7 separate regions of the Mus musculus genome follow, and all the other regions are linked to region 2. A link is a contact called in public HiCAR-type and promoter capture Hi-C data. All regions are on one chromosome and are shown on one strand. The core of a region is the stretch at or near the end of the contact, and the rest is flanking DNA. Distances in the headings are between cores, read along the strand shown.

Region 1 (3,066 bases), core at 383-2,882, 1.9 Mb after region 2:
AAAAAATTGTATAACCGTTTTGCAATTTACAAAGAATCAAGAGATCTCAACATGATTATCAATCAACATCTTGAAATCAATCAGACCTTATGCAAACCACCAGCCTTAGCTCTCAATAGGAAATAGAAAATAAATGAGTAGAAAGAAACTGAATCTGAGTATTATGAAACTTGTAGAACAATTAATCAGGTATCGGAAATAGGGGTTGGTGAGATGACTTAGCAGGTAAGAAACCTGTTGCCAAGCCTGACTTTCTGAGTTTAATCATTGGGACACACATGCAAACTGTCTTCTGACCACACAGTGTGCTGAGCCATACACACCCTTCCCCACATCACGCATGCAAAAACCAAATAAGATGTTAACAAAAATTTAAGAATTTTAGGAAATGCAATCAACAAAAGTACTATGAGAAATCAAACAGGAATGATGACCCAAAAGAAGGAAGAAAAAGAAGAAAGAAAATAAATAGATCTTGAGGATTATCCTGAGCTAATGGTTGATGGAGAAGAGAAAGCCATTTTCTTCCGTGGTACCCTCACTGCTACTGTGTCCATGGTCTGTAAATAAGCTAATAAAACAGCCTGCCGGGACACTGATGCAAAGATTCAACCCAGGAAAGTAGAAGAGGGCTGGCAGCGATGAGAAGGAGGACAAGGGAGGTCAAGAGGATGTGAAACATGATGGAATGCCTTATGCATATGTATGAATATGCTTAATAAGAAACACACAAATCCCATCAGTTACGTAAAGAAGCAATTAAACTCTGAGAGACCTGTGAAGACCCTTTAAAAAGGAAACACTGAGAATACTAGAGGCTTTTTTTTTGTCTTGTTTTGTTTCTCTGTGTAGTGCTGGCTGTGTCAGGACTGGTTCTGTAGAACAGGGTGTCCTTGAACTCAGATAGATCTGCCTGCCTCTACCTCCTAAGTGCTGTGACACCACTGCCCTGCTGTAGCTTTAATGTTAAGCCAGGTTTATAGTTTAGAGAAAATCTCAAGAGCATACATGGTAAGATTTATACATTATTTTTCAGAAATAGGGCAGAAATAGATTTTTACTTCACATTATACACTTTTCCCAATTAAAAATCACTGGAAAAGAAGTTGCCAATGAACCAGCTTCCAAATTCAGATGCTGTTTAAAAATGAACAGTGACAAAGTTTCTGCCAAAAATCTATGTATACAAGCAGCATGCAGCTTTTTCTGTGCTTTTCTATATAAGGCTGTGACATGAGTAAATTTATTGCACTCCACAGCAAAGGCATTAGCTGGATGAAAATATTGTCTCACAGGTAAAAATCCCAAGTGTGTGAACTGCTATACAGCTAATGGAGGAGACTCTCCATTTTATCTTCTTTTCTCAAAAGGGAAAAACAGCCTAGGCCTCATTCCAAATAAAATCATCTTATGCTAAAGTTTAGAGTTTACCCTCTAAATATCAAAGAGAACACATAAGAATAGAACTTGAATCAGGTCATGAACTGGTTGGAACACGATTAACGAGGAGTTTTATGAATTACAATGACTATAGCTATATTCTAATAATGACAGTATCAAAGAGGAAACAACCTCTCTGGCAGGCAGACAGCTGCACAACACATTTGTTACACTGCTTACGAGCACCAGCCGCTAAGACTCAGAGCAAGTCAGTGGGGGAGGATCTGCCAGGAGAGGGAGTCCAACTGAACAGACACAGGACGGCTGGCTTAGGAAGCCACAGAAGACAAGCGGTGAGTATTTAGCAAATTCATATGCAACTAGCAGGTTTTTGTTGTTCCCATTTTAATCTTCAGGAGCTCTGCTTCCACATTCCTTTGTATCTATTCAGTGGTTTAAAAATTATAAATATGAAGGCAAATTTAATATGGGAGTTGTCAGTGTAATGAACAAATAACATAATCTTCCTCTTAAAGTGCTTCTCAAGGGAACTGGGAAAGTAAAGAAGACTTAAGAACTTAAAAAGAACTGGTTCAAAGTTGGCAGACTGATTTGATTACATTTAAAATCTTGTGGAAAGAAGTGATTACTACTAAAAGCAAGTATTTGGCTAGTGATACTTTGTACTACTTTCTCTCCAACTTAAGAAATTATTTTAAGAATTATAAAATGAGTTACAAACAAGCTTTTAAATCAACACTCATTCAGGTTCTTAGCTGGTAAATTCTTTACTCATAGGTGGGCTTGCCTCTTACTGGTGGGCCACTATTCTGAATGCTTTCTAAAGTTAAGGGACAAGGTATCCAAGGGCCAGATACCACGTAATGCGCTATCGTCTCTATTATCAACTCTGGGGGCACTGGCTGCACTGTCACAATACATACCGTCCTATCAAAACGGGAGGGGGAAGCTCTAGTGTTTTTTTACTGCTTTTTAGAAATAACTACCTCTGTATCTAGAAGGAAACTCTGATAAATTCATGTCTTAAAATTATAGAAAAAAAGAAATGATAAACTAACATTTTTCATCCACATCTATTGGTGTCTTTCATCAAGTCTTCTGGAATCTAAGCCTCTAGAAAATCTAAAATGTGGATGTCTTACCTGCAAACACGGACAGACGTGTACACAGTCCCATCTTCGAGAGCCTGAATCTTTTTAGAAGGAAGAAGTCACCTTGGCTGTGAGTGTCTGGTAGGTTTGCTAAATGCTTTGCTAAAGCAGATGACTTGCTTAGCTACTGACCATGCTGACCACTGTCTGGAACTGGACTGAGTCACCAAAAGGCGAATGGCTTCATCTTATAAAATGTCTGAACAAAGCACAACTTCTGAGCACATTTTACAGAAGACATGTGATCACCTGATCCTGACTAACCGTTCTGGATTAGAGACAGACTCAGTAGCAGAGGAAATGAAGCAGACTGTGGAGGGACAGGGGCATACAGTGCACTGGGCAGCTCTCCTGATACTCGCGGTGATAATACCCACCATTGGTGGGAACATCCTTGTGATTCTGGCTGTTGCACTGGAGAAAAGGCTGCAGTACGCTACCAACTACTTTTTAATGTCCTTGGCGATAGCAGATTTGCTGGTTGGATTGTTTGTGATGCCGATTGCCCTCTTGA
Region 2 (3,084 bases), core at 125-2,624:
CACCAGTAAAAGCAACGTGGGGAGAAAAGGGTTCATTTCAGACAGCTCACAGTTCATCACGAACTCAAGGCAGGGCAGCAACTCAAGGCAGGGACTAGAGGCAGAACCTGAAGTGGAGGCCATGGAGAAACCCTGCTCTCTGGCTTGTTCCCTCTGGGTCACTCAGTTTGTTTTTTATACAACCCAGGTCCACCTTCCCAAGGTTGGCACCACCCATAGTGGGCTGGGTCCTCCCACATTAATCATTCATCAAGAAAATGTCCCCACACTTGCCTCCAGGCCAATCTTATAGAGGTATTCTCTCAGCATCTGTTCCCTCTTTCCATGTGACCCTAGCTTGTGTCCCGTTTACAAACAAAACAAAATAAAGTACAAAAACAAACAACCTACCAAGAAAAAAAAAAAGTAATCAAAACCTAACTAACAAGCACATGGGTGTAAGGGGATATAGCTGCCCAGAGGGAAGCCACCTATGCCTGTGGATCTTGGCTTACAGTGTTGAGTTTTGGTCAGGGAATAAAAGTTTAAGGTATAGCTGTGATTTTTAAATAGGAGGATAAAGTACCATAAGACAGAAAGAGATATGGCCAGGAAAGCAAAGTGAAGGGGAGGTTGCTAAAAAGCAAAGTGGTCCTCCACCTGGAGTACTGAGAGCTGTGTACTCTCCCAGTCCATTTCCTGGCCCAGACCCCTTATTCCTAGCCAATGGTCATCTCCAGTCCTTTCCTCCCAACACTTCCTCAGCGTTCTAGCCACACCAGCCTCCCTCAAATGTTCCAAAGACAAATCCCTTGGACTGATGGTCACTTGGACTCTGCCACCCTCAACCCCCATCACCCTCCATCTTTATTCCTGTTCTCCATCTCTTAAACTCTCAGCTGAAATAAAAATTAGATTTCACCTGTTTCCTTCATTCACATCCTGATAGAGGTTGGAGGAGACGAGGGAGATACAAATGGGGTCTGTGCAAAGGATGGGAAGTAACCTATCCGAAGAGCTCCAGCAGGACAGACAGTTTTGTGTGCATACATGCTTGCATGGTTATATATAAACTACTTAAGGTGGATTGAAGGCGATGTAAGAAGGTTCACAGAACGTAGAGCATTTTCACAAGTTTTGTATCAGAGATATACTTTGAAGAGGAAAAACTGTTTTAAGGTTCTTTTGTTATCCTAGAGCAGAGACTATATAAATACATACTCCACTTAAATGGTGAAAGCTCTAACAGAATGTGGCTCCAACGCTTTTTGCAGGCAGCAATAAATACAAATTTTAACTTGTAAGCCGTCTGGAAAAAGAGCAGTATAACTACCCATAAATCTCCGCGTGGCGCGACGCACCCTGGGAAGTGTAGTCGCATCTGGGGTGGGGGTGGGTGGTTGGAAATCACTTTCCAGAGACACGGCCTCCTCGGCATGGCGGTGCCCGTTCGGAGCGAGTTCGTTTACTCTGTGCTGTGGCCGGGGCGGGGGTCTGGGCTATAGGCAGTAAGTGGGGCTGGGGAACTGGGCGCAGGGAGGGACGAGGGCAGCGTAGGGACGACGCCGGCGGCCTGGGGAGAGACGCCGGGCCTCTGCTGGCAGCGCGTCAGGGGTCGGGCCGCGGGGACGCGCGCCTGGTCGCGCTCCTGGGCGCTGGGCGGCTTGGTGGGCGGCAAGGCCTCTGGAGCGGCGTGACGGGAAGCCAGCCCGCGAGCTAGCTCGAGGCCTGCCTCGCGAGTTCCATTTCTTGAGCTTTTGTTCAGAGGACTGTGTTGGGAAGGAAGAAAACTGCATTTTGGCCATTCCTATCACTTAAGAGAGTGTTCTCAGCGTTTTACCCCAAATGTCCCTTCCCCACACAAGAAACAGAACAGATTCCCGCAGGTCCCCACTTCTGCAGTTGGATTCCTGGGTATGTTTTGGAAGGCCATTGGACTCCATGGCTCTAATGACCAGAGTTTTTCTTCCTCAAGGTACTTACTCCTGGCTCTCTAGTTTAGGGCCAAAGTGCTGAAACTACTGTCAAGATTAATGTGATAGGGTTAAGTCACTGAAACGCTGTGATCTGGTACTGTGTATGAAGGGATGGGGGAAGCTGAGATTTCATAATTGATGAAGGCTCCTCCCCTTCTCTCCCCCCCCCCCTCATTTAGTGATGTGGAATCCAAGAATAGTTATCGGTTCTTGTGGGTCAAGCCCTTTGTACTCAGTAACCTTTCTTTTGTCATGTGACTGGTTTAATTTACCTATGAAAAATACGCAGCCCCATTTTACATAGAAGTAAATGTTAGCTAAAATAACTTGTCCAGGATCACACAGGTTAATCAGGACCCCGTGTAGGTAGGAAAGACAAGTCAGGTCTCGCTTTCTCCAAAACACAAACTACTGTGTTTTCTGAAGAACGATTTAACAAAACAGCTACGCTCGAATAATAAGAGAAAATTGGGGGTGGAGGTACATTTAAAGAATGGAAACATTTATGTAACATATTTTCTTTAAAGGATAGCGTTTAGTTCCACCATGTTTGGGAACCTATTTGAAGAGGATTATTCCAGTGTGTCAAGTAGTCAGTATGGAAGAGGGAAGAAATTAAAGACTAAAGGTTTGGAGCCGCCTGCCCCTAGAGAATTCACCAATTTAAGTGGAATCAGAAATCAGGGTGGAACCTGTTACCTCAGCTCCCTTCTTCAGACGCTTCATTTCACACCTGAATTCAGAGGTATGCTATGTGACATGCATTTGAATAATATGTACCGTGGGCTTTATATGTAATTAGTTATGAAAAAAACATAAAAGAAAACGAATCTTAAGGTGGATTCAACAATATGTGTTTCATTGTTGCAAAGAAAGACATATATTTGCCGTTCTCTGAAGAAAATTATGAAGCTTACCATTTAAAAAATCTATTCTGTGTAGTGATGTAGTGTTTCATAACAACAGCAGCAAAAACAAGGCAAGGTATTTCTAATTCCCATAATTTGAAATACAACATAAAGAGAATTCTCTCATCTTTCTCCAGAGTAACGGTCACTTAAGACAGGGTTACACATGCAGCTTGACTTCTGCAGTGGGAAAAGTTGTCACATTATTTATACACATCCAT
Region 3 (3,246 bases), core at 675-3,174, 1.3 Mb after region 2:
GCACGCGCACACACACACACACACACAAATAAATAAATAGATAGATAGATAGATAGATAGATAGATAAATTTTTCCTTGAAGAGATGTCGATTGTAGTACAGATGTAGTCATCCCCCACAAGACCATGGGTATCATCAGTTTTACAAAGCCTCAAACCTCCTGAAGAAGACCTAGTTACCAGCCCATTACCAAGACAGGATAAAAGAAAACCATCTGTAGTCCTTTAGAAAGTAGCTATCAAGACTGAACAGTCCCAACTTATCCTTAATAAGGGGCCTTATAAGACACTGCTGCGGTCTCAAAGCTTGGATGGTACTCTCCTGCCCCTTAGGCGAAAGACACTCCATGAAGCAGCTGAAGGCCTCACCCTCATCTCCTTTCTCCTCTCTCTCTCCCTCTCAAGCACAACACGGTTGTCGTTTCGTATGTAGTAACACAGAAAGGCCATGGAGGGAGGAGCTGAATGGAGATGAGCCACCAACCTTCCAGAACTGACAAAGGACTTGAAACTGATGTCTAGATCTTTCTTTGGGCAATATGCTGACTCAAATCAAACCTCACCTGTGAGTCATTTCCCAAACGAAAGGCTGGAAGGAGCTTGTGGTCCTCATTTGGAGTCTTTGGGTTGCATGCTAGGAAAGGACGAGGAAGTAGACGGCACACTCAGTACACTCTTGCTTCCTCTGTATCCTCCAGAAGCATTGGGTCCTCTAGACCCATGTCCATCCCAGCAGTCTTCCCACTACCCTCTCTTCCCACTTCCCTTTCTCTGTAAGAAGCTAACTGGCTCCTGCTTCTCGTCCTCTCTCCCAGGCTCTTTGCTCCATGAGACCACAGGGACCCTGCCAACATTCATTTCCCTCGCTCAAGCCTGCATCCTGCTCAGGAGAAGGGACACAAACTCTTGCACATCACTCCATTCTTGAAACTACAAGTTCTCTCGTGGCTCTAAATTGCAGAGCTCCCTAGAGTCCGATGGACCAAGATTCCAGGTCAAGGCGAGGAATTGTGTGCAGCAGAAATAAGTGGCCCGGTCCCTATAGCCAGAAGGCAACTACAACCCCAAACTCAATGGCGATGGCCTATTGAGGCTTGGAGCTGGTTAAAACCCAGTACTGCCCATAGTTTCTTAGGGTATTCAGGACACTAAAGTGGACATCTCCACCTTCAGGAAGGGCCAGTACATCACTGAAGGAAAGCTACCTGCCTCCTAACCTCCCAACACACACACACACACACACACACACACACACACACACACACACACACACAAACTCCTGGCTCACACTCGTGGGTTGATGACATCCTCTCACTCGTGGGTATCCGAGACTTACAAGTCTCCTTTGCAGCTACAACATTCAAGCTCTCCCTCCACTTCCCACTGGGATCTACTAACCCCATCCTCTGCCGCCCCCATGTTTGAGCGTGTAGACATGGTCAGCCCTTCCACCCTGGCTAGCGCGTGGCAGCATTTGTGAAGAGTTTGGAAACAGAGCGATCTGTGTAGATTTTGGGCCGCACCAACTTTCAACCTGTGTAACTTTGCATAAAGGACATTTCTTCTAAGCCTTTGCACCTGCAGAAGGAGTACAGACACGTATCAGGAGCAGCAGATACACAGCGCAGGGACGCCTAGAAGCCTGAGTACTAGGGCGAAGCGCATTCTACAAATGGAGTTCTTTTCTGCGCGCCGCTTTGTGGCTTTGAGCGCAGCGAGCCGAGCCGCCGGCTCCTTCGGAGGTGGGATGTGGGTTGGAGCAGAAGAGGGAGCCCCCGTGGCCCCCTCCCGGCCCCCTCCCGGCCCCCTCCGGGCCGTCGATTCGGCCGCGTGCGCTGTGCCATTGGCCCTGGAGGCCCGGTGGGCGGGAAGATGACATCAGCGGCAGGTTGGATTATAAAGGCTCCAGCGGAGCCACGGACTCAGAGCGCACCCAGCCGGCGCCGCACAGCAGTAGGACCTGTGCTCGCTTGGCAATCCTGCTCCGCATCCGCCTATCCGACTGCTCACCGGCAGTCCCGGCTGCAGACCGTCTGCACACCTCGGTCCCATCGGCACCATGCACCTCTCCCAGCTGATCGCCTGCGCCCTGCTGCTCGCGCTACTCTCGCTCCGGCCCTCTGAAGCCAAGCCCGGGACACCACCGAAGGTGGGTGCTGTCGCGGGGACGCTGGGCTTGTGAGGGGCGTGGAAAGATGTGGTGCGCAGGAGGGAGCAGAGAACCCGGAAAGGCAGACCCCCTCGGACTTGCTCCCTCAAAGCGGGGACTTCTCGGGTTCATTTCCCAGCCTCGGGAGAATGTCGACACATGCACACCTCCCGTGCCCCAATGTGCCCAGCATGACCTGCGGCACGGGAAGAGCAATGGGCTCCCCGGAGGAGCAGGCAAGAAGGCTGCGTGGCAGGTGGATGCTGGACTCAGCTGTCCCGCATCGGTGGAGGCACGCTCATGGCTGAGAAGGGCCACGCCACTCTGGGCCCCGTAAAAGTCATCTATGCTACATCGGTGCACTCTTTCACCTGTCCACTCTTTTCTCCGACAGGTCCCGAGAACCCCGCCAGGGGAGGAGCTGGCGGATTCCCAGGCAGCTGGTGGCAATCAGAAAAAGGGTGACAAGACTCCAGGCAGCGGGGGAGCCAATCTCAAGGGAGACCGATCGCGACTGCTCCGGGACCTGCGTGTGGACACCAAGTCCCGGGCTGCTTGGGCCCGCCTTCTGCACGAGCACCCCAACGCGCGCAAATACAAAGGCGGCAACAAGAAGGGCTTGTCCAAAGGCTGCTTTGGCCTCAAGCTGGACCGGATCGGCTCCATGAGCGGTCTGGGATGTTAGTGCAGCTACCCCTGGCGGCGGTAAGTAACACCATCGGACGCTCCCCGCTCGCCTAGCTCTGCACCCAAGAGAGCCAAGCTCTTATCACTGTCCTTCGCAGACTGTTTGGTTTCCTCCCTGATCCCTATGTTCTGTGACCTTCCCCCAACCAATTTAGGCATGGGATCAAGTGTACCCAGACATTTGCCTGCCACCTCACATATCCCATTTTACAGATTTAAAAAACAACAACAACAAAAAAGTGAACACGGGCCAGGTCAGAGACCAGGTTCAGCCTTAGAGTACTCCATCTGGCTTCCTCTAGAAAAATAGAGACAGGCTTATGCAGTCCCAGCCTCCAAACCCACCACTGACCACTGGCCAGCTAGCCAACTGGAAACTTGTTAGAGAGATCCTGGAAAGAGGGAGAGAAA
Region 4 (2,944 bases), core at 343-2,842, 1.6 Mb after region 2:
GCAGGACACGGAACAAGTCCTGCTCAGTCGGCGTGCTGCAGGTGGGGACAGCATTTTAGACCCAAGTCTCACGGACTTCCTCTCTCTGGCTCTTTTTTTCTTTTCTTCTCACCTGTAAAATGGGATTGTTGTCTAGAAAAAGAAGACACTCTCAGCTCCGGGTGATTCCAACAGCTAGCTAGTATGGTTTGGATGCAGGTAGAGTCCTTTGGGAGTGGTCCTAAGTACTCCAAGCTCCGGGGTCAGCGTTGCCCTCTAGTGGCGATTTTGTGAACAACAGGCGAAGCAACCAGGAAGGCGGGGAGGGCAGCCTCTGTCAGGTCGCCTTCAGCTCAGCATCTATCTGTCAGTGGGAGCCAGGGCGCACAGGACCTCCTGGGCAGAAGGCATGGTAGGTGAGCGGGATACGGGCCCTGACAGGAGCGGCTCTCAGAGTGAGATGGGTGGAAAAACTCTGTGAGACATTTGGGGGTTGTGGGAGAGACCTCTCAGTTAGTCAGTTTATTTCTGTCATTTTTCTGATGACTGTCGTCTCAGCGCTGCTCTCTTGAACCTGGGCTGTCACCTGCCCATCCCCAGCTCCTCTCCGTGAGAGTTCCGAGAGTGAGAACTCCAGGTCTAGTAGGTGCAAAGAATATAAAATATTTAGACTGGGAGTGATTCAGGTGACAGAAAACAGAATCAAATTTGGGTCAAAGTACAGTTTTTTAGCTTTTTCACTCCTTCACTTAACCCCTACGGTGGCTTTCTCTTCACACCAAGGTCACACACAGCGTTCTGTATGTCAGGTCTGCCATGTGTCGATGCTTTTTGTGGATTAAATACCGGGATCTTGCACCTGGAGTTGGGGAGGTCAGGTCTGCCCTGGCAGTTGCTTTAGGAGCCCCGGCTCTTTAAAGACCAAGCAATACTGCAGTTGCACCCACTTTTCTGAGGTCCACATCAAGTGGCTCTCCTGAAGTCTGTCTTAAAAGGGAGACAGCCAAAGGAGATAGCCAAGCGTTCTTGGAAAAACCTGGCATTTCTTCAAAGATTCCAGTAGATTGTAAAGGGCCAATCTTATCATTTAAAAAGTATTTCATTTGTGTGTGTGTGTGTACTTGTGCATATATACTGTTTGCATGTATGTGTGTAGAGGATAGAGGATAACTCTTTGTTGTTGTTGTTGTTGATTGGTTTTTTGTTGTTTGTTTTTGTTTGTTTTTTAGACAGTGTCTCTCTCTGTAGTTCTAACTGTCCTGGAACTTGCTCTGTAGCCCAGGCTAGCCTCAAACTCACATGAGACCTGCCTGCCTCAGCTTCCTTCGCGTTGGGATTAAAGCTGCGCACTACCACTGCCCGGCCAATTTTATTATTTTCAAGGTTTGCACTCCGGATACTCTGTAGTTGAAATGCACTTTAGTGGGTGGCAGATGCTTTCTTTCCCAGTGGCATGTGACTAATCAGTCCTCTACAGTGTGATAACTTAGGACAGAGCTGGGATTACCTAAATGACTTCTGGGTATCTCCCCCTTCTATCCTACAGACTCCTCCCTGCCTCAATTGTTCCATCTTTCCTGGAGCGCTCTCCCCAAATGCTTCAAGGAGCCCCCTGGTCTGCAATATCAGTGAGTTCAAGTGGCCCTATCAACCTGAGGATCTGAACCTTACCGATGAGGCCCTGAGGCTGAAGTATTTGGGGCCACAGCAGATGAAACAGTTTGTCCCCATCTGTGTCACGTACCTGCTGATCTTCGTGGTGGGCACTCTGGGCAACGGGCTGACCTGCACCGTCATCCTGCGCAACAAGACTATGCGCACGCCCACCAACTTCTACCTCTTCAGCCTCGCTGTGTCCGATATGCTGGTGCTCCTGGTGGGCTTGCCTCTGGAGCTTTATGAGATGCAGCAAAATTACCCGTTCCAGCTGGGTGCGAGTGCCTGCTACTTCCGAATACTGCTCTTAGAGACCGTCTGCCTAGCTTCAGTGCTCAATGTCACAGCCCTGAGTGTGGAGCGTTATGTGGCCGTGGTGCGCCCACTCCAAGCCAAGTCTGTGATGACACGGGCCCATGTGCGCCGCATGGTGGGGGCCATCTGGGTCCTCGCTACTCTCTTCTCTCTGCCCAACACCAGCCTGCATGGCCTCAGTCAACTAACTGTGCCCTGCCGGGGGCCGGTGCCCGACTCAGCTATATGTTCGCTGGTGGGTCCCATGGACTTCTACAAGTTGGTGGTACTGACTACCGCACTGCTCTTCTTCTGTCTGCCCATGGTCACCATCAGTGTGCTGTATCTGCTCATTGGGCTGCGGCTGCGGAGGGAGAGGATGTTGCTCCAAGTGGAGGTCAAGGGCAGGAAAACCGCAGCAACCCAGGAGACCTCCCACAGAAGGATTCAGCTGCAAGATAGGGGACGGAGACAGGTGACCAAGATGCTGTGTAAGTCATTGTTGAGGAGAAAGCTGAGCTTCCTCCAGTCTGGGGAAGGAATTGAGCTTCCAGGGTATTGTTTGCTTGCTTGCTTGCTTGTTGTTGTTATTGTTTTGAGAAAGGGTTTCAGGGCTGGTGAGATGGCTCAGCAGGTAAGAGCACTGACCACTCTCCTGGAGGTCATGAGTTCAAATCCCAGCAACCACATGGTGACTCACAACCATCCGTAATGAGAAACTAATAATAATAATAATAATAATAATAATAATAATAATAATAATAATAATAAAACAAAAAAAACCTATGGGCCAGACTTAGCAGGGACCAGAGCAAGTGGGGCTTGGGGTGGAGGGAGCGAGGCCAGAGAAAGACAGAAAAGGGAAGAGGGAAAAAAAGAGAGAAGGAGTTTCTTTGTGTAGCTCTGGCTGTTCTAGAACTTGCTGTGTAGACCAGAGATTCACCTGCCTCTACCTCCAAAGTACTGGGATTAAAGGTGTGCACCACCACTACCTGGCTCTCCTGTCTGCTTTTCT
Region 5 (3,017 bases), core at 46-2,545, 1.4 Mb before region 2:
ATACTGCCTGGGTCCCATTGGCTTCCTACATGTGCCACCTCCCCTGTATCCGCGAACTGGAGGGGGGGGGGGGTAGCCAGCCATGAAGCAACTGAATAAGCTGGCCGGAACAGCATCCCCAGCAGCAGCGCTTCTCAAAACACATCTTCAACGTCCACGAAAGACACTCAGGCCGGGCCTGATAACCTGTCAGGGATCCAGTGGCGCCATCCCAAGCAGCTGCCCCCAGGCGTCTGCTGGGCCCGGACGGGGCTTGCGGGCCGCCCCGGACGTAGCAGCACCGTGCCACTTTCTCACAGGAGAGACTCCATTGTCCATTATCAAATGAACGCTGACAACCCATCTTCCCTGGCTGACTGGCCGGCCTTGCGGGACAAGAGGCACCGCAGTGCTCTCTCCGCCGGGCAGCCGCGTGTGTACACACGCAAGCACACACGCGCGCACACACCCCGCCGCGCCAGGGGCGCCCGCTCCCCCGCGCTTTCCAGAAGCCCCGGGCGGCCTGGCCCTCACCTTCGATGGCGATGACGTGCTCCCGAATCTGGTTCTGCAGCACCGGCTCCTCCACGCGCTCCAGCAGCTCGTAGATGGAGTAGATGTTGGGGTGGACCGACTCGAAGCGCTGGATCTCGGCCCGGATGGCAGCCGAGTTGGCCAGCTGCTGCTGGTAGTTCATGGTGCAGGCGCGGCGCCCAAAGCCGCGCGCCCCCCGTCGTCGCCGCCCCGCGCCCCGGAGCCCCGCGGGCCACCGAGACCCGGGGCGCCGCAGCCCCCGGGGAGCACGGAGCCGAGGAGGCGCAAAAAAAAAAAAAAAGAAAGAAAGAAAGAAAGAAAGAAAGAAAGAAAAGAAAAGAAAAAGAAAAAGAAAAAGAAAAGAACGCTGAGGATGAAGCAGTAGAGGGGCTCAGTTCATAGCAGGGACCAGCGTCCCGGGTCAGCGGGCCGTCCGGGAAGACCGCGGCGCCATGGAGCGCGGCCGGCCGCGGAGGAGGCTCGCTCGGGCGCCTTCCCGCGCCGCAGCCGCCCGCACCCCTACACGCCGGCCGGCCGAGCAGCCATTAAAGCGCAGGCAGCACGGCGCTGCGAGCGCCGGGGCCGAGGCCCCCGGGCAGTGGCCGCTCTGCTCCGGGCGCACGGCTGCGGCTGGGTCCGCGCGCTTGTGAGTGCCGCGCTACCGCGCGGGCCGGGGCCCTCAGCTGCCCTGCGCCGTCCGCCAAGCCGGGACCGAGCTGTAGGCGCCTTGCCAGCCGCGGAGACCGCTCCGAGCGCCGCCCGCCGCTGCCCGGCCAGCCCCCTCCCTGGCACGCAGGGCTCTGGCCCACGTCGGCCCCGCCCCCGCCTGCGCTCGCCGCCCTCCGGCCGCCGCTGCGTCCTCGGCGGCGCTTCCCAGCGCGCCGGATCCCGGGGAATTGCGCCAGACCCCGCCCCGCGCTGCCTCTGGGCTTGCTGGGACTTGTAGTCCATCACGCCGGCCGGCCCGCGCGCGTGGGGTGCGCTGTGCGATCGCGTCGCAGCGCACTGGGCGGGCCCCGCGGGACGTCCGGATGCCGCTACAGCCCGCGGATCTGCGAGCTGAGAGCCCTGGTCCCTCTCGGTTATCCCTACTGCCCCGTGCCAGCCCCCGCGCCTCTGTACGGGGAAGGTGGCGCACGAGCCCGCCCGCCCGCCCGCGCTTTTGTTTGTTTGCCAGTTGAGCGCTTAAGGAACCTCTGCGACGCGCGGGGTCCCCTCCCCCCGTCTGGCAACTTTCTGCCTCCTTTCTAAACCCAGCAGGATAGTTACTTCCCTTCCCATGGGATACACGGGAGTCCAACGCTTCATCAATAAACTAAACCTGAGGCTGGGGTGGTAGGTGAGACGGAATTCCACGGGGGCTTCTAGGCTTTTCCACGAAAATGTTGCACAACTGAGTTGTAACCTCCACGCCGCAGCCCTCCGAGCGCCCGACACTAACCCCACTTTAGCCCAGTCCAGGAGCCCATGAAGCTAGACCGCACTGCAGCTGAGAGCTCATGCCAACGACTCCAAATGAATTAGATTGTTGTAGATTTCCAAGGATCCAGGACGAGTCCGAGGCCGTAAAGGTCCTGGGTCTATGCACTGTCTCACCATGCAGGGGTGTTTTATAAACAGCCCACATTCCTGATTCAAATGCCCTGGGCTTTACCTGGTTCAAATGCAAGCTAATGGGCAGCCCAGGGCCCCAGGCAGCCTAGCTCTTGGTTCTTGGAACTCTTCCGAGTTCCAGTGTTCCTCAAGCCAGTGTACTGTTCAGCCTTCCTTGTCCCTAACACAGCAGAGGCCCTGGCTTGTTCTGTGCCTTGCCTCTATCTTCGTCCTTAGCAGAAACACTAATAGAGATGCTGGCATGTGGGTTCATTCTACTGTTCGTCCCTACTCCACCTTGAAACCCCAACTCTTTGTGAAATAGTTCCAGGACTCCCCTGCTTCACATCTGGCTTCTCAATCTCTTTGGGGGTTCCTTTGTACTTCTCTAAGGTTTAAATATGGATGATGCTGGGAGTCAACCTTAGACCTGTTTTATTTGCCTCTCTTATGCCTTTGAATATCATATAGAGGTTGATGACACTAAATTTTCTGTCCCAGACCTATCCACCTGTCCCCTCCTCATCACATCCAACTTTTGGATTGAACATGACTTTTCTCCTGTTGGACATCCTGTAGTCTCAGCACTTAAGAGACTAAAACCAGAGGATTGCTGTGGACCCAAGGTGAGACTCTGCTTTAAAAATATAATAACAAAATAAAAATCAGACATCTTCCCCATACCTGTGAACCTCTTCCCACCCCAGTCCGAGGCAGTACAGACCTTTGTTCACTAATTTGAAAATGCAGTGTGTGGTCTTTTCTTCCCTTGTTCTCTTAGATCCCAGAATGTCAGCTCTGCCTTTGGACGGAGCCAGAATCTTCTCGCTTTCTGTCATCCTGCTGAGGCTTCATTATGTAGTCTCGGATTAGTGAATGAGACCTAACCTAGGCATCTTCCCTTTTCCTGT
Region 6 (2,958 bases), core at 181-2,680, 1.9 Mb after region 2:
CGTCCACCCTAACAGTATTCTATTAAGCACCCACACAACTATGATCAGTGAAGCCACCACTTTGAAGACCAGTGGTAATGGCGGGGCCTAAGCCTATTCTTACAAGTGGCAAAAAATCTAGTATTTTCCTCCAGAGCTAATTGGAAAAAAGAAAAGAAAATGCTTCTTTTGATGGGAACTAAAATTCATTGCAATCATCTGTCTCTATCAGGACAAAAGTCTAACTTCAAGTCCAAACACTTCTTCACGTGTTTAAAAATAACCAGCACAGAGTGTAGTAGTACACTACACATTTTTAATCCTAGTATTTAGGAAGCAGGGGCAGGAGATCTCTGTGAGTTTGAGGTCAGCTTGGTCTACACAGTGAGTTCGAGGACAGCTAGAGCTACACAGTGAGACCCTCCCCACCGTACAGCATACTGTCTACTGAGAACCCGTTTGTTCAAAATCAAATACTTGTAGAACAAGTACAGAATAGGAATAACAACCAAGCAAGGGTACGCAAGCAGCCAGGGCTGAGAAAGCATCGAGACTGGGAACAGCTATACGCAGTTCAAGTCTGTAGTGGGCTTGAAAAATCTCCATGTAGAAGTTCATCTCCCTCCACACCTTCCCATTTCAAAAGCCATTACAAGTATCTACCATACAAGTGTGCGAAACCTGCTTTGCAGTCCTGAGGATCTAAACACACACAGTAAGGTGGCTCTCCAGTCAATGCTGCCTTCACTGAACGAGGTTCTTAGGTGAATACGGTAGCACCAAAAACCCAGCCACCTCAAACCTAATTTCGGACTTCCAGGAGAAGATATCTCATGCACAAGCCAGAAGCACTTAGTGTAGCAGTTAGGCTGCCAGGCCAGGACCTGCTATAAGATGCTTACGATGACACCGGGGCCCATCCCAAACCGAAACACCTGCGGGGAAGGATTGGGGGGTCACTCGACCAAGAAGCGGACAGAGAATAAAGGTCCAGCGACCGCCTAGGAGCCCGGTCTGGTCCTGGAACGGGGGTGTGGCTGGAGAGGGACGGCCGGGTGGCTACCTGGTCCTATTCCTACGAACCCCAGGGGCCTGCAGTGACCTGGCCAGTTTCCCAGCCCTCGATCCCCGAGGTGGGCCTCGGGCAGAGGGGCCTCGCAGGCCGGCGCTCGACCCGGAGGTGCCCAGTCACCCGCCCTGACTCAGCTAAACGCCGGCGCGGCGGCGGCTCCTCACTGGGGCGCCTGCTCCCGGCAGCACTCACCGGCTGAAGTGATCATGGCTGCGCCCTGCACTCGCCGATCCACTCGTCCACAGTCCTGGCCAAGCCCTGGATCTGTCAGCTCAGGGCCCGCTTGCTCTACCGCACCTCCAGGGTCCCGGGTGCGCTGCTCAGTCAGTCCCCTCCACAGGCCGCCGGCTCGCTTCTAGCCGAGGACCCCGCCCGCCCTAGGGCTGCCCGCATCTCCGCCTGAGGCTTGGCTCAAATTCACCGCCACGCTGTGTCTTTTATGCAGCTTCCGCCTCTCGAGATCATGCAACAAGGTAAAAAAACATGTCGTTGTTTTTTATAACTCTCCGTGAAGTCAGAGATCTGGCCGGCTGCGAACGGACATTCATTTCTAGTTGCAATCAGGCTTCAAAATAGACACCCTTGCAAAGAGAGGCCCACTCATCACCCGCCATTGCTAAGAGAATGAGTGTTAGGGGAGGTATAAGCATTGCTCGCAGCGCCACCTAAGGCTATGGAGGTCTCACTGCAATAATGCCCACCAACCCAAGACTACAGGGAAGTATTTTCTTAGAAAAGCGACTGAGGCAGAAGGATCTTGAATTCGAGGCCAGCCTGGGCTATAAAAGATCTGCTATCAAAGTAGGGGAAGGTGGTGGTGGGATAATGCTGGAAAGGCGACTTGGTCGCTTAAGTGGTTGCCATAAAAGCATGAAGACCTGAAGTTGAGTTAGGATTCCCAGTGGCCGGTGTAAACCCAGTGCTGGGGGAGGTGAAGGCAGGTGGATATCTGGGGCTTGCTGGCCGGCCTGTGTAGCCGGTTGGTGAGCTCCTGGTCTAGTAAGAGACTCTTGTTTCCAAAAAATAAAGTGGCTGGGTGTTGTGGTTCACACCTTAATCACAGCACTCAAGAAGCAGAGGAAAAGGCAGGAAGATCTCTGTGGATTTAAGGCCAGCCTGGCCTACAAGTGGGTTCCAGGACAGCCAGAGCTACAAAGTAAGACCTTGAGGAGTGTGGGGGTAGGGAAGGAAGAGTGGGAGAGCAATTGAGGAAGACACCCAATGTCAACCTCCGGCCTACTTGCGTATATGTGTATATATGTGTATATACATATACATGTGTATATGTTTGACACAAACTTGCCTCCATGCCTGTGTCTTTCGTACAGCCTCATCCAGCGAAGGCCCCCCTCCCCCCAAATATGAACATACACAAAAATAGACTGTCCAGGTGTCAAACATGGTGGTACACCCCTTGGGAGGCAATGGTAGGCAGATCTCTGTGAGTTCCAGGCCAGCCTCATCTCCATAGTGAATTCTAGTGAAGGAGGAGTCAATTGTGAGACCCTGTCTTAAAAAGGCTGGGTTGGTGGCAGTTCGGAGAGTTGCCTTTAGTGGTTAAGCTTCCAGAGAACCCAAGTACAATTCTGAGCACCCACATCGAGTAGCTCACAACTACTTGTAACTCCAGCTCCAGGGGGTTTGATGCTCTCTTTTGGCCTCCACAGGTACCTATACTCATGGGCACATAGACACACACAAATAAGTAATAAATACCTCTTTAAAAATAGAAAGCCTGTCTCTAAAATACAAAAACTTCACAGTACTTTATTATGATAATGAATGAACTAGTCTATCATAAATAAACAATGAGAATGGGGTGGGGGATCCTATACAATAGCCCAGGTGGTCTGCAAGCTTTCTTTGTAGCTGGGAGGTCCTGGAACTTCTGATCAAGGTCTGATTGG
Region 7 (2,862 bases), core at 54-2,553, 1.4 Mb after region 2:
TGCTTTAAGTTCAAATGTCATTTCCACCATGAAGTTTTGCCAGCTGTTAAAGGCACGTCACCAGAACCTCTAAGGCATTCTCCACTTGATCTTGACTAAAAGGCCAACAAGTAATCCTCTGTGGCATTCTGATATCTTTTCTTTTATGCCACTTGTCAACTCCATCTTGAATCTCCTTATCTCCCTAATCAGTTATGTATCTTCTGAATAACAGTGGCCTATCTTTTACTTAATTCAGTACCCAACCAAAACCAAAAACCAAAACAAGGTTTGTTGAGTTACTTGGAAGAAAAACAAACAAAATGGGTGGGTGATCAAATGGGTGGAGTGGGAACAAGAACAGGAAAGAAGGCCAGAGGAAGGACACAGGCGTCTCCAAGGAAACAGAGGGTTAAACCAACTTTATCTACTTTCTGGGGGAAAAACAATCATTAAATGTCAACTTGAATGTCAAAAAAGCAAATAAAAATAGCAAGACCTATCTAGTCTGAGGATAAAGGACTGTCACACCAGCTCCTTTCAGGAAATCCATGAAATAAATGCTTTCCTATTTTCTGGGTGTTTCAACACTAGTTCAGAAACTGTTCATTAAGGAGAAAAACAATCACATTGCCATGCTTCTAAAAATATTACCTCCCTAGTGTAGTGTAGATACTAGATGACAGGTCAGTAGATGTAAAGCCAGATTTTAACTGTGTCAATTTGCTGTGCTCTCTGGCCAGTCTCTGCCTCACCGGGTCTCTATTTCCTCATATTTAAAAACAAAAGATAAAGAGATTGGATTGGCAAAATCTTTTAAGTCTTCCTGTACTAACATTGAGTATAAACAATCTTTAGCTCACCCAGTCCAAAGCAGAAATATAACATAAACCCTGCAAAACAAGTAAAAATGAACTCCAGACTAATAAACTAACACTATTTGAGGAGGTCATTTTGTTCTGTTATCTCTCGTGGCTTAATATGTGGTTTTGTTGGTGGTTTGCAGTCTTACCATGGTTTGCAGACTCCTGAGTTCCATGTAAACAGAAGTTAACTGTCGGTGGGTTGTCACGTCTCCGGGGTAAAAGAAGACCTTCCTGCTGGGTTTCAAGTAACAGGATTCAGAAACCAACCCCATAGGAGGATTTCAAATATGTGCACACTGCTCGGCACACTGGAACCCAAGTTAAAAAGATGGAGCGCATAGTATGCTGGGACTTGTAGTCCCTGGCCTCTAATGGTGCGCTGGGATCGCCTGTGCTCTCTGGGATGCTGGGAAATGTAGTTTCTGCCACCTTGTACAGTGCAGCCTGCCATAGTCTCAGACCACTAGTGTGCCCGGCAACAAGAGCAGGCATCTCAAACGCCTCTGAAGATTTCAAGCCATCGCTCCTCTGGGACAAACTCTAGGCAACAACACGAAAGAAAATTCTGTCCTCCGGGACTCTCCAAGAGGGCCTTTCCCACTGACGCTCTCCGTCCCCGAGCGAAGCCGCTGAGCGTTGCTATTGGCTACTCAAGATGCCAATCGCCAAGGCTGGCTTGTCATTGGTTTCAAGGCGGGAGCTCCACGACTAGAGGGAAGGAGAAGGGATCAGGAGCGGGAGCTGAGGGGAGGGAGAGGCCGGTTCGGGTCTGGCCGCCACCGCTGTTCACCTGAGGTGTCCGGCCGGGCTGCGGCTGTCCTCGGTTCCTGGGTACCGTCTGCGAGGCCCCGCGGAGCCAGCGTGGGAGGGCCGCGGGCGGCAGGCGCCGCATCATGTCAGCCAAGGACGAGCGGGCCAGGGATATCCTGAGAGGCTTCAAACTGTATCCGCCCGGGAGCAGGGGCGGGGCTGGGAGGAGGCCGTGGCTCTAAGGAGCCAGGCTTTGGCAGGGGCGTCAGGTGGGCACCGGGGAAGAAGGGCTACGAGAAGGGGCAGGAAAGGAACTGTGTGCCGGGCCCCCGGGAGGGACCGCGAACGGGAGGCAGGCACAGGGGCACCCTGAGGGAGAAAGGGGACGTTGATGGAGCCTGGGGGGGGGGGGGGGCGGGGGGGAGGATGGAGGTGGAGGAGCCCCGGGACCTGGCTACTGCGAGAAGAGTTCCCATTTGAAATTAGGGTCCTGAAGGCCGGGAGGCCAGAAGGGGGCTGCAGTCCCCACGCAGAGGCTGAGGGAGTGCAGCAAGCTGGCCTCCTAGCCTGCCTAGGAGCGACTTTGGCGGGAAGCCCAGGGTGGGAGCAGGAGAAAGTGACTCCAAGCAAGTGACCTTGTATGTGGGGGATAATGTACCCCATCCCACCCCACCACACACACATCCGTCTTGTTTTCACAACTTTTCTTCCTCACTTGTGGCTTCTTATAGGGCTGGAGTAGTGGAGAGGTGGGGAAAGAGAAATTAAAGACGGACCCCATCTTAACACTTTGTTGGCCTTTGGAGCATTAACATCTCAAGTTCTCTTTCCAGCGAGATGAGAAATAGGAGGTGTGTGAGATGCATGAGGTACTTTGGTTTTGAACCGACTCCCGGCAAAATTATCTTTGGCATTGCTGAGGTTAACGCTTTATTATGGTGAAGCTGTTCACAATTACTTGATTGTGTTGAGGACACCATATGATATCAGAATTCGTTGTTTCGGTGGACTTGGTGTTGAATGCCTGTGATCCCAGTACTTGGGAGATGGAAGCAGGGGGATCCAGAATTCAGGTCATCCTCAGAGTTTCATAGAGTTCAAGACCAGCCTTAGTTATAGGAGACCCTGCTTCAAAAAGGAAGAAAGTGAGAAGCCAGAGGAGGAAAAGAAACCATTGCTTCAGGCCTGTTGTAGCTACACTGTGACTTTTGCAACCTCTTTATATAGAGAGAGAAAACTTCGAAGCGTTTGTTTTATTTTGGAGACA

What was found. Promoter capture Hi-C pulls out the DNA fragments that hold promoters and counts their contacts. HiCAR-type assays count read pairs that join an accessible place to other places.
Region 1: a promoter capture Hi-C map of liver shows a contact between it and region 2, with 4 times the contacts expected there. The contact joins the promoter of Htr2b here to the promoter of Usp40 in region 2. A contact is called at or near these places in 1 of 39 promoter capture datasets (liver) and 1 of 9 other capture datasets (adipose tissue).
Region 3: a promoter capture Hi-C map of pre-B cells shows a contact between it and region 2, with 3 times the contacts expected there. The contact joins the promoter of Nppc here to the promoter of Usp40 in region 2. A contact is called at or near these places in 3 of 39 promoter capture datasets (hippocampal neurons, pre-B cells and stem cell-derived epiblast-like cells).
Region 4: a contact with region 2 is called in a promoter capture Hi-C map of pre-B cells, with 5 times the contacts expected there. The contact joins the promoter of Nmur1 here to the promoter of Usp40 in region 2.
Region 5: a HiCAR-type map of astrocytes shows a contact between it and region 2, with 4 times the contacts expected there. The contact joins the promoter of Agap1 here to the promoter of Usp40 in region 2. A contact is called at or near these places in 1 of 39 promoter capture datasets (hippocampal neurons) and 1 of 115 datasets of contacts at active chromatin or transcription factors (astrocytes).
Region 6: a promoter capture Hi-C map of pre-B cells shows a contact between it and region 2, with 4 times the contacts expected there. The contact joins the promoter of Psmd1 here to the promoter of Usp40 in region 2. A contact is called at or near these places in 3 of 39 promoter capture datasets (cranial neural crest, hippocampal neurons and pre-B cells) and 1 of 115 datasets of contacts at active chromatin or transcription factors (astrocytes).
Region 7: a promoter capture Hi-C map of hippocampal neurons shows a contact between it and region 2, with 8 times the contacts expected there. The contact joins the promoter of Pde6d here to the promoter of Usp40 in region 2. A contact is called at or near these places in 3 of 39 promoter capture datasets (hippocampal neurons, liver and pre-B cells) and 1 of 115 datasets of contacts at active chromatin or transcription factors (astrocytes).

What each region holds. Positions count from the first base shown.
Region 1 is chr1:86,110,546-86,113,611 of GRCm38.p6, reverse strand. It overlaps Htr2b (5-hydroxytryptamine (serotonin) receptor 2B), which reads left to right and starts at 1,632. Exons shown (of 4, transcript NM_008311.3): 1 at 1,632-1,733; 2 at 2,496-3,066. The coding sequence starts at 2,730. The region is part of intron 16 of Psmd1 (proteasome (prosome, macropain) 26S subunit, non-ATPase, 1); the gene reads right to left.
Region 2 is chr1:88,006,841-88,009,924 of GRCm38.p6, reverse strand. It overlaps Usp40 (ubiquitin specific peptidase 40), which reads left to right and starts at 1,374. Exons shown (of 32, transcript NM_001198573.1): 1 at 1,374-1,487; 2 at 2,483-2,700. The coding sequence starts at 2,502.
Region 3 is chr1:86,669,251-86,672,496 of GRCm38.p6, reverse strand. Nppc (natriuretic peptide type C) reads left to right here and starts at 1,924. Exons shown (of 3, transcript NM_010933.5): 1 at 1,924-2,148; 2 at 2,543-2,853. The coding sequence starts at 2,059. The coding sequence ends at 2,833.
Region 4 is chr1:86,386,789-86,389,732 of GRCm38.p6, reverse strand. It overlaps Nmur1 (neuromedin U receptor 1), which reads left to right and starts at 1,592. Exons shown (of 2, transcript NM_010341.1): 1 at 1,592-2,420. The coding sequence starts at 1,592.
Region 5 is chr1:89,453,089-89,456,105 of GRCm38.p6, reverse strand. Agap1 (ArfGAP with GTPase domain, ankyrin repeat and PH domain 1) reads right to left here and starts at 1,295. Exons shown (of 18, transcript NM_178119.3): 1 at 514-1,295. The coding sequence starts at 676.
Region 6 is chr1:86,063,091-86,066,048 of GRCm38.p6, reverse strand. It overlaps Psmd1 (proteasome (prosome, macropain) 26S subunit, non-ATPase, 1), which reads right to left and starts at 1,430. Exons shown (of 25, transcript NM_027357.2): 1 at 1,244-1,430. The coding sequence starts at 1,259.
Region 7 is chr1:86,581,226-86,584,087 of GRCm38.p6, reverse strand. Pde6d (phosphodiesterase 6D, cGMP-specific, rod, delta) reads left to right here and starts at 1,303. Exons shown (of 5, transcript NM_008801.3): 1 at 1,303-1,788. The coding sequence starts at 1,739. It overlaps Cops7b (COP9 signalosome subunit 7B), which reads right to left and starts at 1,167. Exons shown (of 8, transcript NM_172974.3): 1 at 992-1,167.